Linked DNA regions of Salvelinus alpinus: region 1 is linked to region 2. Evidence: chromatin contacts called from public Hi-C data. All regions are on one chromosome and are shown on one strand. The core of a region is the stretch at or near the end of the contact, and the rest is flanking DNA. Distances in the headings are between cores, read along the strand shown.

Region 1 (6,684 bases), core at 3,084-5,583, 300 kb after region 2:
AGTGTGCAGTGTGATGGCGATTACGTCGTCTGTGGACCTATTGGGGCGGTAAGCAAATTGGAGTGGGTCTAGGGTGTCAGGTAGGGTGGAGGTGATATGGGGACGTACATTATCATGCTGAAGCGTGAGGTGATGGCAGCAGGTGAATGGCACGACAATGGGCCTCAGGATCTCGTAACGGTATCGCTGTGCATTCAAATTGATAAAGAGAGATCCTTGATGAAACGATAAAATGCAATTAATCGATAAAATGCAATTGTGTTCATTGTCCGTAGTTCATGCCTGCCCATACCAATAACCCCACCGCCACCATTGGGCACTCTGTTCACAACGTTGACATCAGCAAAATGCTCGCCCACGCAACGCCATACCTGTGGTCTGCGGTTGTGAGGCCGGTTGGTCATATTGCCAAATTCTCTAAAAACAATGTTGGAGGTGGCTTATGGTAGAGAAATTAACATTCAACAGCTCTGGTGGACATTCCTGCAGACAGCATGCCATTTGCATGCTCCCTCAAAACCTGAGACATCTTTTGCATTGTGTTATGTGACAAAACTGCACATTTTATAGTGGCCTTTTATTGTCCGCAGCACAAGGTGCACCTGTGTAATTATGATGCTGTTTAATCTTGATATGGCCACACCTGTCAGGTGGATGGATTATCTTGGCAAATGAGAAATTATTACTAACAGGGATGTAAACAAATTTGTGCAGAAAATTTTTGTGCGTATGGAAATTCTCTGGGGTCTTTTAATTCAGCTCATGAAATATGGGAGCAACACTTTACATGTTGCGTTTATATATTTTTTCAGTGTAGTATCAATCCACAATGGATTTGTGGGAATATTCTCCCCCCAGCTGAATTGGAGTTAATGACAACGCAAATTGTCAATAACCGACAGAACTTGAGCCAACCACACGCCGTATTAAGACATGGAACATGTTGATTGGCCAGTGAGTGCCCAAGCCCTCGTTACGCCTACAACTTATTTATTCATCAAAACCCAGCCCTTCCGCACCACCGCCAGCTATTGTGCCCCTAATTCCCGCTGTTAAAATAGCAACAACATTTCAGACACACCCCTAGACCCATAGCACTACCACCAGCTCTAAGATTTACCATTGGTTAGGTTTGTTAAAATAGAGCCCTCTATGTATATCACTGAGAGTGACTGAGGACACACCAGGATGAAAGAGTAGCATAAATGAATAAATGCTAATGCTAACAACATTCATTTAGCACTATAGGTGTGTAATATAAACATTCACGACAACATCTATCTGCATTTTACAACCCACTATATCCCCGTGGTGTACAGACAATGGAGTGGCAGTGGCATCACTCTGAGTTGAAAAGGCTGGAAACAGCCCTAGCCTGTTGATGCCAGTATGGGCTGGCTGTTGCCAAGTTGAGGACATAGAACTGTGGTGTGAATGCCTGAAGGCATGGCACGGCATGATGGGACAGGCTGGGGACAGATGTGTGTGTCGGTCATTACTGTAATCGTTCCATTTACTCTGTTCACTAAGTGAGGGACGGCTGGTCAACACCATCTGGACACACACACACACAAATATGCACAGCAGACACAAACACACACACACACACACAGGCATGCAAAAAAAAGTTACACACACACACACCATTTCCAAACCAGCTCTCTGCGGATAGGGGTGTCCAACTGGCTAGCCTCACCATGGCAACTTAGCCAGCAACAGGAGGAAAGCCTGCTTGGTGCGTGTGTATGCCTGGGTGTGTGACCATCATTCTCCCTGTCTCCCTCCCTCAGTTCCTCCCGTAGTCCCGCTCTCTCTGTCTCTCTCCCGTCACCATTTCTCTCTCTCTCTTTCCATCCTTCTCTGAGTACCTCTTTCTCCCTAGAGTATATCCCCAACGTAGGTTTTCCCTGGAGTGCCAAGGAGCGCTGATAAAAAATGGCCCTGGAGTGGACAGAGTGAATGGAAGTTCAAGGGAGCCATAGACCAAGTGTGTGAGAGATAGAGATCATAGAGACAGAGAAGGTGAAGGAGAGAGATAGAGAGAAAATCCCAAAATGAATCTGCATATACATTTCTCCCAACTCTAATGGAGGAGAGGAGTGGTGGAGTGAAGAGGAGAGGAAGAATGTTAGAGAGGCCAGGGGCTCAGGGCTGAAGAGGAGCAGTCCACACGCGAGGCGCCACGTAGCCATGGCAACTGCGAAGAGAGAGCGTGGAGAGGGGTAGAGAGAAGAGGAGAGAAGAGAGGAGAGAAAGGTGGCAGGCTAAGACTAACATCCGCTACTCTGCTCTGCTACTTACAGAGAGCAGCTAACCCACACATTGTTGGTTTGGGTCTCGGAGTCAACATCAGCCTTGCTGGCCCGGTTTAGAAGGGCTATTGTGATGCTGTAGTGTGTGTGTGTAGTGGTGGTACCTTAAGCAGCCAGGTCACCCGTGACACAAGTCAGTATTCAACGTCCATCCACGTCTGAAGACGTCGGGAGATGACGTGGAAACCGGCCACTAGGGGCAACGGTGGGCGTTGTCACATTAGGTGGTTTGGGTTTTGCTGGGGCATTGTGGACATGGATGGCGGATGTGCATCTGCCCCTGATTCCAAAGGTTTGAAGTTGAAATCCAGCGATAGAAAGTTATTTGTTTCAAGCCTATCCGAAACCTTATCCCTAACCTTAAAAATGTGGAGTTAATGCCTTAACGTAACCTTAAACACTTCAACATTTGACGTTTGCAACAACTTCTACATTTTACATTTGAGAAACATGGATGGGCACCTTATTCTGACGTGAAACTGTGAGAGTTAGTTGTCCTTAAGAGAATGACGATGATGATGACGAAGATGACGATGATGACCAAGGACGACTACGATGATCTTGATTTTAGGCGGCAGGTAGCCTAGCGGTTAGAGCGTTGTTGCTGGTTCGAATATCTGAGCAGACGAGGTAAAAAAATCTATCGATGTCCACTTGAGCAATGCGCTTAACACTAATTTGCTCCAGGGGTGCAGAACTAATATGGCTGACCCTGTAAAACAACAGATTTCACTGCACCTGTCTGGTGTATGTGACAATAGAAACATATTTGATGAATCACGAGGCACTTGTTGAGTATGGGGCTAGCAGATCCTCTATTGACACCACTGGTGATAACTGTTGAGAGAAGCAAAATGTGAGAGGAAAACGTTGGTTAACGTTATTAATTATAGCCACAGCATATCTAGTCCTTCATTCCTGTCCTCTTTTGTTTTCCTCTGCTCCCTCTCTCTCCATCTCTCTGGACCCTGTCTCATCTGTATGCTGAGAGATAGCTGGCTATCTTCTTTCTCCCCCCTTCACCGTCCTCCCTCTATCCCCCTCTCCAACTCCTCTCTCTCTCTCTCTCTCTCTCTCTCTCTCTCTCTCTCTCTCTCTCTCTCTCTCTCTCTCTCTCTCTCTCTCTACAGTAGTCCCAGTGGAGACGCTGTGACATTGGGTGTGAGGTCAGAGGGATGGGCAGCAGTGGTCTGTCTCTCAGCACTGTGAAATGGCTTTAGCTACAGTACAGCTCAGGGGACAGAGACTGGGCTACAATGCAGGCAGACAGAGAGACGCAGAGAATTTAAATTTAACACACAAAAATATTTTCGGTTAGTACATTGAATATGATGATGTTGTCATTGGTAAAACACAGAGCAGAGAGAAAGGCACAGTTCTGATGTCATGAAAAGTATCAATTAATATATGTTTTATTGATTTATAAAATATGGCCGATAGTGTTTGTCCTTACCTGAACTTCTGTGAGTTGAGAGACTATAAACGGATCCAATAGAAGCTTGAACTATAAGGCCACATGTCCATTCAATGGTACACCCAGTAAATGTTGTCCTTAACCGCAATTTCACATTTTATCCAGAAATATATGGACATGAATCCTGATAAACACTGTGTTTCTGTGGAGACCCAGAGGTTCAAAACGTTGCATTGCTTTAGTACTAATGAGCTACATTTATCAAATAAATTCTGACTCAAATGCCAATGATCACTGATATCACCATCATCCCCAGTCTTCCCATCTCATATGTCATTATTATATCTATGCATTACAGTTAGAGGCAACATGTTTTTTTTTTTTAAAGGTTAATCAGAATCGTGGTATTTTAAGTAACACAGTTATACATATGTCCCGTTTTTAGATGTTTTTACATAAATGCTGTATCATGTCTAATAGGATGTCATGGTTCGGGTCATTTTGGATTAGAGTTGATGTCACTTCTACCAAAAGTTATCCCACACTGCCCTCAAGTGGTGAGAAAGTGGATCTGTTAGTAGGTGTCACTGTCAGGACAAGGGCTCCCATGAAGGCTCCTGTTTCACCTGGCTGTGACAGGTGAGATATGTCGCCGTCTGTTGCTATGGTGTAAGGTGACAGTCTCTCTAGGTGTGGTATAAGCTTACCTCCTCACCTGTCCTCAGAGCTGGGATAGAGAGGCTCCGATCGGCTGACTACCGCATTCATTAGATAGATAGATATTCAGCTTTGTGCATGTCTATAGCAGCTTTTCCCAAACAGTGGAACTGGGTCCTGGCTGGAAGATTTGGTTTTGTTAACTTTAGCATTCAGCTTCAAGGTGAGTTGATGGTGACGCATGTTTTCTTCCCGTCAATGGGTTAGGTCCCACTCTATTTTCTCCATCCCTCTCTCCAGCTCCTGTCTCCGTCCATTTCCTTTACATACCCACTCTATCTTTCTCCCTCTATTCTCCATGTCAGAATGCAAACCTCTGCTATTTCTCCTCTAAAACCAAATGTCCCCTCGCTCCCTTCTTCCAGCGCCATGGCCGAGGGCGGCAGCAGCAGCACTAGTGGAGGGGTGCGTGTTCCCCAGGACACCAAGACAGGAGCTGCGTTGGCAGATGAGAGGGTGGACTTTCTCCGGGAGCAGGTAGGACTATCCCACTGGGCACACACTGGTTGAATCAACGTTGTTGCCACGTCATTTCAATTAAATTATTAGGAGCAACGTGGAATAGACGTTGGATTGAATTGACTGGGATATTAGCATCACAAACACAAAAAACATTGAACTCTACATACTCAAATTATAGCAGGAATGATCTTGTAACATTTATTCAACGATGTCTGTCAGGAAAAGGCACGCGGGGGATTACATGTCGCGTTCAAAACCAAGGGGAACTTGGAACTCGGATATCTTAGACATCCGACTTCAGTGCGTTCAAGACAACTGGGAACTCAGAGAAAGAAAAAAACATTTTAAACGGTCATCCAACTCGTAAACTCTAGAATGTTCGTATGCATGGAAGAAGTGTGATTTATCAAACAATCCTACAAAGTAAGAAACAACAACTTTTCCTCGACTGAAATAGAGGTGCTGGTGTCAGAGGTTGAGTACAACCAAAAGGTTTGATTTGGCTCGCTCAGTTGCGGCTTGAGCAGAAGACAAAAAAAACATAGCTAGAAAGAGAGGACCGTTAGGACAATTCAAGTTGCTTTAGCAATGTCAAAATGTACTTAAAACGAGTAGGCAACACTACCCCATCCTCAACAGCTCCCTCCTGTAGGCGAAGGCCATCATTGCTGTTCTGCAGAAGGAACGAGCCGTACGTTCAACCTGGCCACCTTACCACCACATTCAGCAGCGTCTTTTGCGCATCACATAATCTTATCACCTGCACATTAAGTGGGTGGAAGCATTTTCTGTTCACATTGTTGAACTCGTTTTGGGATTGTGCTTTTATGGCCATGTGGGTGCTGTATATTGCTCCGTTAGTTTAGGGAACCCACTGATCTAAAAAAAAAACATCCTTTCAATTTAACGTTTTATTGTCATGTGCACAAGTAGGCCTACAGTGAAAAATGCTTTTTTTTGCTAGCTCCAAACCCAACAATACAGTGATCAATATCAATGTAGCAAAATAACTAACATAAGGTAGAACAAAAACACAAGAAATATAAGTAAGAAGAACATGAGAAAGTAAGAAGCTACTGTATATACAGGGTCAGTTCCAATACCATATTTACAATGTGCAGGGACACTGGAGTGATGGAGGTAGATATGTATAGGGGTAAGGTGACAAGGCATCAAGATATACAGTTGAAGATGGAAGTTTACATACACCTTAGCCAAATACATTTCAAATCAGTTTTTCACAATTCCTTACATTTAATCCTTGTACAAATAACCTGTTTTATGTCATTTAGGATCACCTCTTTATTTAAGAATGTGAAATGTTAGAATAATAGTAGAGAGAATTATTTCTTTCTTTCATCACATTCCCAGTGTGTCAGAAGTTTACATACACTCAATTAGCATTTGGTAGCATTGCCTTTAAAAAGTTTAACTTGGGTCAGACCTTTCGGGTAGCCTTCCACAAGCTTCCCACAATAAGTTGGGTGAATTTTGGCCCATTCCTCCTGACAGAGCTGGTGTAACTGAGTCAGGTTTGTAGGCCTCCTTCCTCGCACACGCTTTTTCAGTTCTGCCCACAAATCTATAGGATTGAGGTCAGGGCTTTGTGATGGCCATTCCAATATCTTGACTTTGTTGTCCTTAAGTCATTTTGCCACAACTTTGGAAGTATGCTTGGGGTCAAGCTTTAACTTCCTGACTGATGTCTTGAGATGTTACTTCAAAATATCCACATAATTTTCCTTCCTCGTGATGCCATCTATTTTGTGAAGTGCACCA
Region 2 (6,727 bases), core at 3,403-5,902:
AATCAACTAGCAGCCACGTTGATGCAAAGCTGTTTAGGTATAGGCCTAACACCTCGATCACACTGACAGCGACATTGCCTTTTGGTTCACCAGAAGTCCATTCATTTCCAATGGAAGGCTGCGTTTGCCTTGCTGCATTGCAGAGGCAGTTGCAATGCGTTCTGTGTGGTGCATATGCATAGCTGCGGGAAGTAGGGGCGCTGAGGGTGCTGCAGAAAAATATAGGAATCAACCACCACCCCCAAACTACTTCCCACGGCTATGTGCATACGTTGGATTCATCACACCTATGCCTCAAACTGTATGCGTAGACGGCTTGACAGAAATGGTAGCAGAAGGTGAATGTTGAACTTTTGTTGCACACATATCCAGATTATACTGCGCAACGACGCTGTAGGTGTGATGTCCGATGTCCACCTGATGCATATGTGACCGACCGCCTCGATTCGGTCTTATGTAGCAAAATTTGAAATTGTGTTTTGTACATTGGATAAAAGTAGAGACTCAGGGGGCCTCCCGAGTGGCGCAGCGGTCTAAGGCACTGCATCGCGGTGCTTGAGGTGTCACTGCAGACCCGTGTTCGATCCCAGGCTGTGTCACAACCGGGCATGACTGGGAGTTCCATAGGGTGGCGCACAAATGGCCCAGCATCATCCTGGTTAGGGGAGGGTTTAGCCATTGGGGCTTTACTTGGCTCATGGCACTCTAGCGACTCCTTGTGGAGGACTGGGTGCCTGCGGGCCGACTTCGGTGGTCAGTTGAACGGTGTTTCCTCCGACACATTGGTGCAGCTGGCTTCTGGGTTAAGCGAGTGGTTGTTAAGGAGCGTGGTTTGGCGGGTCATGTTTCGGAGGACGCATGACTCGACCTTCGCCTCTCCCGAGCCTGTTGGGGAGGTGCAGCGATGAGAAAAGATCGCAATTGGGGAGAAAAAGGGGGAAAATATACATAAAAAAGTAGAGACTCAGAGTTAGAAAATGGTATATCAGACACTGCAGTTGAGGAACAACGGGAAAGCAATTCTGCTTTGAAAGTTGATAAACCTAACTTTTTAGAAAATGGGCCATGACTGTTTTGGTACACCTACTGGAGAGCGCTTCTTTGTCTACGCCCATTCAGCATTGTTCACTCCTTCTTAAGCCTTAGTCCCACCCATCTCTTTTTCGGCTGTCAGGAGGTGCATCCTGTGTCACTTAGCTCACGTTCCGACCTGTTTCCCTCTCGTTTCCGCTCGAGGTCGCCCATAGTGTTTATATATTTCTTGCCCGCTATAATCATCGTTCTAATGCTGGCACGGCCCCATTGCTTGGGCCTTAAACTTATATGTACCCATCACCATTATTAGGTGTTGGGGTCCTGTTCCCCGGCCCCTTTGTTTGTATATTTCTTGCCCGCTATAATCCACATCCTATTTCTGGCACGGCCCCATTGCTTGGACCTTGAATTATTCTCTGTACTCATCACCATTATTAGGTGTTGGGGTCCTGTCTGCAGGCCCCTTTCTTTATACATTTCTTGCCCGCTATAATCACCATTCTACTGATGGCCCTGCCCTGTCGTTTCCATTTCGTCGCCCTCTTCCTCCCTCTCGGTCTCTGCCGGACGCCCGACCTTGCATTCTTCTTAAGGATTCACATGTGAGGCCATGTGGTAAACACACGCTATACCAAATGAAATCTACGTTTATTTGTCACATGCACAGAAGGTGTAAACGGTACAGTTATAGTACTTGCATAGTAGCAATATCAAAAACAGAAAGTGTCCAGATAAAAATATTTGATAAATATTTTATCGTTAATAGATGACGCTTTACCCGACACACTTGTCTAAATTGATGGGTCATGTGAAGTTAATGCTATAACTGCCCCTCACCCACATCTAGCTAAGTGGATAGGTCACTATTGTCTAGACATGTACACATGTTTATAAAATACAACAAATGGCCGTAATCACCCCCAGTCACACCTGGTAATTTGATGGGTCATGTAATAATCTGGCCAAAGTGGAGTTTTTTGTTTGAGAAACAGATGCCTCACAAGTTCTCAACTGGCAGCTTCATTAAATAGTACCTGCAAAACACCAGTCTCAACGTCAACATTGAGGAGGCGACTCCGGTATGCTGGCCTTCGAATTCCTTTGTCTGTAGAAATGCGATGGAACGCAGGTCGCTCTCAAGTGAGCGTGCGTGACCAGCTCATGCCACTCTGGCAGACCCCTGATTCAATAAGCTCCCATTCCCCCCTCCTTCACAGTAGAAGCATCAAACAAGGTTCTAAAGACTGTTGATATCTAGTGGAAGCCTTAGGAAGTGCAATATGACCAAATTTCCACTGTATCTTGGATAGGCAAAGAGTTGAAAAACTACAAACCTCAGATTTCCCACTTCCTGGTTGGATTTTTTCTCAGGTTTTTGCCTGCCATATGAGTTCTGTTATACTCACAGACATCATTCAAACAATTTTAGAAACTTCGGAGTGTTTTCTATCCAAATCTACTAATAATATGCATATATTAGCAACTGGGCCTGAGTAGCAGGCAGTTTACTCTGGACCCCTTATTCATCCAAGCTACTCAATACTGCCCCCAGCCATAAGAAGTTAAACTAGCAATATCATCAACCATGTGTAGTTAACTCGTGATTATGTTAAGATTGATTGTATTTCATAAGATACTGTTAATGCTAGCTAGCAACTTACCTTGGCTCCTTGCTGCACTCACGTAACAGGTAGTCAGCCTGCCACGCAGTCTCCTCGTGGATTGCAATGTAATCGGCCGTAATCGGCATCCAAAAATGCGGATTGTTATGAAAACTTGAAATCGTCCCGAATTAATTGGCCATGCCGGTCGACCTCTAATCTGGAAATGTACGCAACAAAAGTTCAACATTCACCTTCTGCTACTATTTCTGTCAAGCCGTCTACGCATACAGTTTGAGGCATACTGTGATAAATCCAACGTATGCACCACACCGAACGCACTGCAACTGCCTCTGCAACGCTGCAAGGCAAACACGGTGTTTCATTGGAAATAAATGTCATTCTGGTGTAATTCCGAAATGCTGCGGTACGCATGAGGTCAATATTTTCAACTGGTGTACACACACACACACACACTCCAACTAGCTAGCTTTTAGCGAGTTGAAAAGCGAAGCACATGCGGTCAAGTACGGAAAATAAGGCTAGACATCCGGCAAAATGAAACCATAACACCTTGATCACACATACAGCGTCATTGCATTTTGGTACACCAGATGTACACTACATTCATTTCCAATGGGACGCTGAGTTTGCCTGGCAGCATTGCATTGCAGAGGCAGTTGCAGTGCGTTCTGTGTGGTGCATAAAATGGATGTATCAAAATATGGATCAAAATGTATGTGTAGACTACCGGCTTGACAGAAATGGTAGCAGAAGGTGAATGTTGGTGGATATGTGTGCAACAAAAGTTCAACAGTCACCTTTTGCTACTATTTCTGTCAAGTCCACTCATACAATTTGACCACACAGAACGCATTGCAACGACCTCTGCAACGCAATGCTGCAAGGCAAACGCAGCGTTCCATTGGAAATGAATGTACTTCTTGTGTAGTTGGTTGCCTATAGCCTCGATCACACCTACAGCGGTATGCATCATATTCTATGCGTAGACGGCTTGACAGAAATGGTAGCAAAAAAGTGAATGTTGAACTTTTGTTGCACACATAACCAGATGATGCTGCGTACGATGTTATGCAATGATGCTGTCGGTGTGATTGAGGCGTGTGGGTTGGATGTTGCGGACACAATGGATGTAGGTTCTAATAAGGAATTAACTGGGGGGTTGACATTAATTTAGTAGGTTTACCGAAACAGAAAGAACACACACAAGAGGAAAGCAAAGCGAGAGGGGTACATCTGTCCTGTTAAAATGCTCGTGCTCTCTCCGTGGTGCTGAATTCCCTGCACGCTGTTTCGGTCTGTTGTGTTAAAAAGCAGAAGATTGAGGTTGACCTCGCGCACTCTCCCCCCTTCCCCACTCTTCACACATGCATTTAATATGACAGGCAGAAACCATGATTTATTCATTTAGACCCCCAGAAAAATACCGCCAGTCAGACACACACACGTCTTATCACAGCGCAACCACACACATTCCAACCAGAATACATCTCCATACAAGCATTGGATTTGAATCCGGAATCCATGAAACTGGGTTCTTCTGAGAGCTGTTGCCTGTAGCTGCTGTCATTCTTTGAATGTAGAGCAGACCTACAATGGTGAGCTTGACACAGGCAGTTTCCCTGTGAGCCCCCCAACTACCTCATCAATCTTTAACTGCCCATTCAACTAAATGAAATAGGCCTATGACCGATGGACAACCATCAGCAGATACAACTCACTTTCAGTCTGAATCTTCAGGTACCCTTGGATAAAAACCTTCTGTATCCATGTGCACCGTTCTCCAAACATCAGAGGTGCAGTGATGGAGATCGCAGGCCCGCGTGTGTCCTCAGAATAGCGTGTGTGTGTATGTGCGTGCTTGTGTGTGTCGCGACAGCGCGAGGTCTCGCGTTTCCACACCACCCGGCTCGCCCGAGATTGACAGCGCTTGGCTTGCGCTGGACCCTCCTTCCCGTCTCCTCCTCTTTCCCTTCTCTCGCTCCCTCTCTCTTTTCCTTTTCTGCTCTCATCCACTCATTCGCGAGGGCTCGCTCACCAACTCCACACGAACAGGGATGCAGCGAGCGCGCAGCGCAGCCTGAAAAATGGCACTACTCTTCCTTTGGATCTATCCATCCCTTTTGCTTTTCTCACTTTTTCTTTTTCACGAATTCGCACCATGTGAAGGCTTACGGAATTACCCAGAGAATGAAGGTAAGAGAGTGTTTAATGATTGTAACGGTTTTGACTTCGTGATTCGCTGCGAGGTGAACCGCGGAGGTTGTTGCGACTCCGCGGTGGCCGGAACCGTAGTCTCTCCGTTAAGTGCTCTGACCGTGTGGTCAGAATGAATCCTGGACCAGATAGAACACAGCGTCGAAGAGTCATGGGAAACTGTTCGAGTATTTTCTGCTTGAAGTACATTGTATAGCACCGAGGCAATGCTGTGGTGATGTGGAGGCAATATGGTTTACGCAGGAGCAATCCTTTCACTTCAGAAGCACAACTTATAGCTTTTCATGTAGGCCTATTGTCAATGGTTGGATACCCATTTGACCTTTTAAACGCATCCAACTTTTATAAGGTTTGATAATAATAATGATACTATTCCTAGTAATAATAGCACCATTTTTCAAGTAGTCCAGGACTACTGTTCCATCTAGGATACAGCAGTCGTGCAAATCAAGAGTAAGATTGCAATTACATTAATTTGTCAAGTTGCTGCTGGGCCTCTCACTTCGTTATTATATTAACGTCGATACTCAGCTCAAAATTAGAGCAGACCATTTCCCGACAAATTACTACACTCGTAAGTAACTACTTTAGAGACTCTTACAGCTCGACACCCAAAGACAGGGCCTTTTTTTTTAGGTGGCTTGGATGTCAGACTGGGAGATGGTTTGGAGAGATTGAAACATATACAGTAGCTGGAATTCTATAAGGGTAGTCTGAGACATTTGATCACTCCTGTGGACTTTATGGTTTGGCAATGTGGTGGTGTTCATGCGTGATGTGTGCGCGTTACAACTCATCAGTTATGACTTGACTGTCCAGTTGTTTGGTACATTCTGAAAACGGAGTTATGACATAATCAGACTATTATTCAGTAGTGAATGAATGTTTGTAAATGTTCTGGATTTCGGAACACCGCCCTTTCCCCGGCGTAGTGGCTTAGTTACTCCGTAAGGTGTTAGAACAAAGCTTTCTATACGGTTGCGCGTGCTGCGCTATACCTCCTATACCTCTCTCTCTCTCCCTCTCTCTCTCCCTCTCTCTCTCTCTCTCTCTCTCTCTCTCTCTCTCTCTCTCTCTCTCAATTCAATTCAATTCAATTCAAGGGGCTTTATTGGCATGGGAAACATGTGTTAACATTGCCAAAGCAAGTGAGGTAGGTAATATACAAAAGTCAAATAAACAATAAAAATGAACAGTAAACATTACACATACAGACATACACACATCTCTCTCTCTCTCTCTCTCTCTCTCTATCTCTCTCTCTCTCTCTCTCTCTCTCTCTCTCTCTGTCTCACACACATACAGTCCTTATCCATCCTAGCCTGTGGCCCTTAAGCATCAGCCGCATTGATATGTAAAAGCTACTGTTTGGCAGTCTGATGGTTTATCTTTATATGTATTTATTCCACTCATTGACCTGATCATAATCTTCTACATTTATAGATCAAGTGTCAAGTTTATTATACAACATCATGGCAAAACAAGTTTAGCCTTTCATGAGCGGCTCCAGTGAAGTGAGTTTAGTCTGGATGATGACGGTGTTGTTTGCAGTGAAGTGAGTTTAGTGTGGATGATGCCGGTGTTGTTACCAGTAAAGTGAGTTTAGTCTGGATGATGACGGTGTTGTTTGCAGTGAAGTGAGTTTAGTCTGGATGATGACTGTGTTGTTTGCAGTGAAGTGAGTTTAGTCTGGATGATGACGGTGTTGTTTGCAGTGAAGTGAGTTTAGTCTGGATGATGACGGTGTTGTTTGCAGTGAAGTGAGTTTAGTCTGGATGATGACGGTGTTGTTTGCAGTGAAGTGAGTTTAGTCTGGATGATGACGGTGTTGTTTGCAGTGAAGTGAGTTTAGT

What was found. A called contact is a pair of places that touch in the nucleus more often than the background predicts.
Region 1: a contact with region 2 is called in a Hi-C map of muscle, with 5 times the contacts expected there. The contact joins the promoter of LOC139560025 here to the promoter of epha4b in region 2. A contact is called at or near these places in 2 of 3 Hi-C or Micro-C datasets (muscle and red muscle).

Annotation. Positions count from the first base shown.
Region 1 is chr30:38,671,876-38,678,559 of SLU_Salpinus.1, forward strand. LOC139560025 (dynein beta chain, ciliary-like) reads left to right here and starts at 4,334. Exons shown (of 31, transcript XM_071376522.1): 1 at 4,334-4,365; 2 at 4,809-4,920. The coding sequence starts at 4,334.
Region 2 is chr30:38,374,610-38,381,336 of SLU_Salpinus.1, forward strand. epha4b (eph receptor A4b) reads left to right here and starts at 4,653. Exons shown (of 19, transcript XM_071377116.1): 1 at 4,653-4,853. The coding sequence starts at 4,745.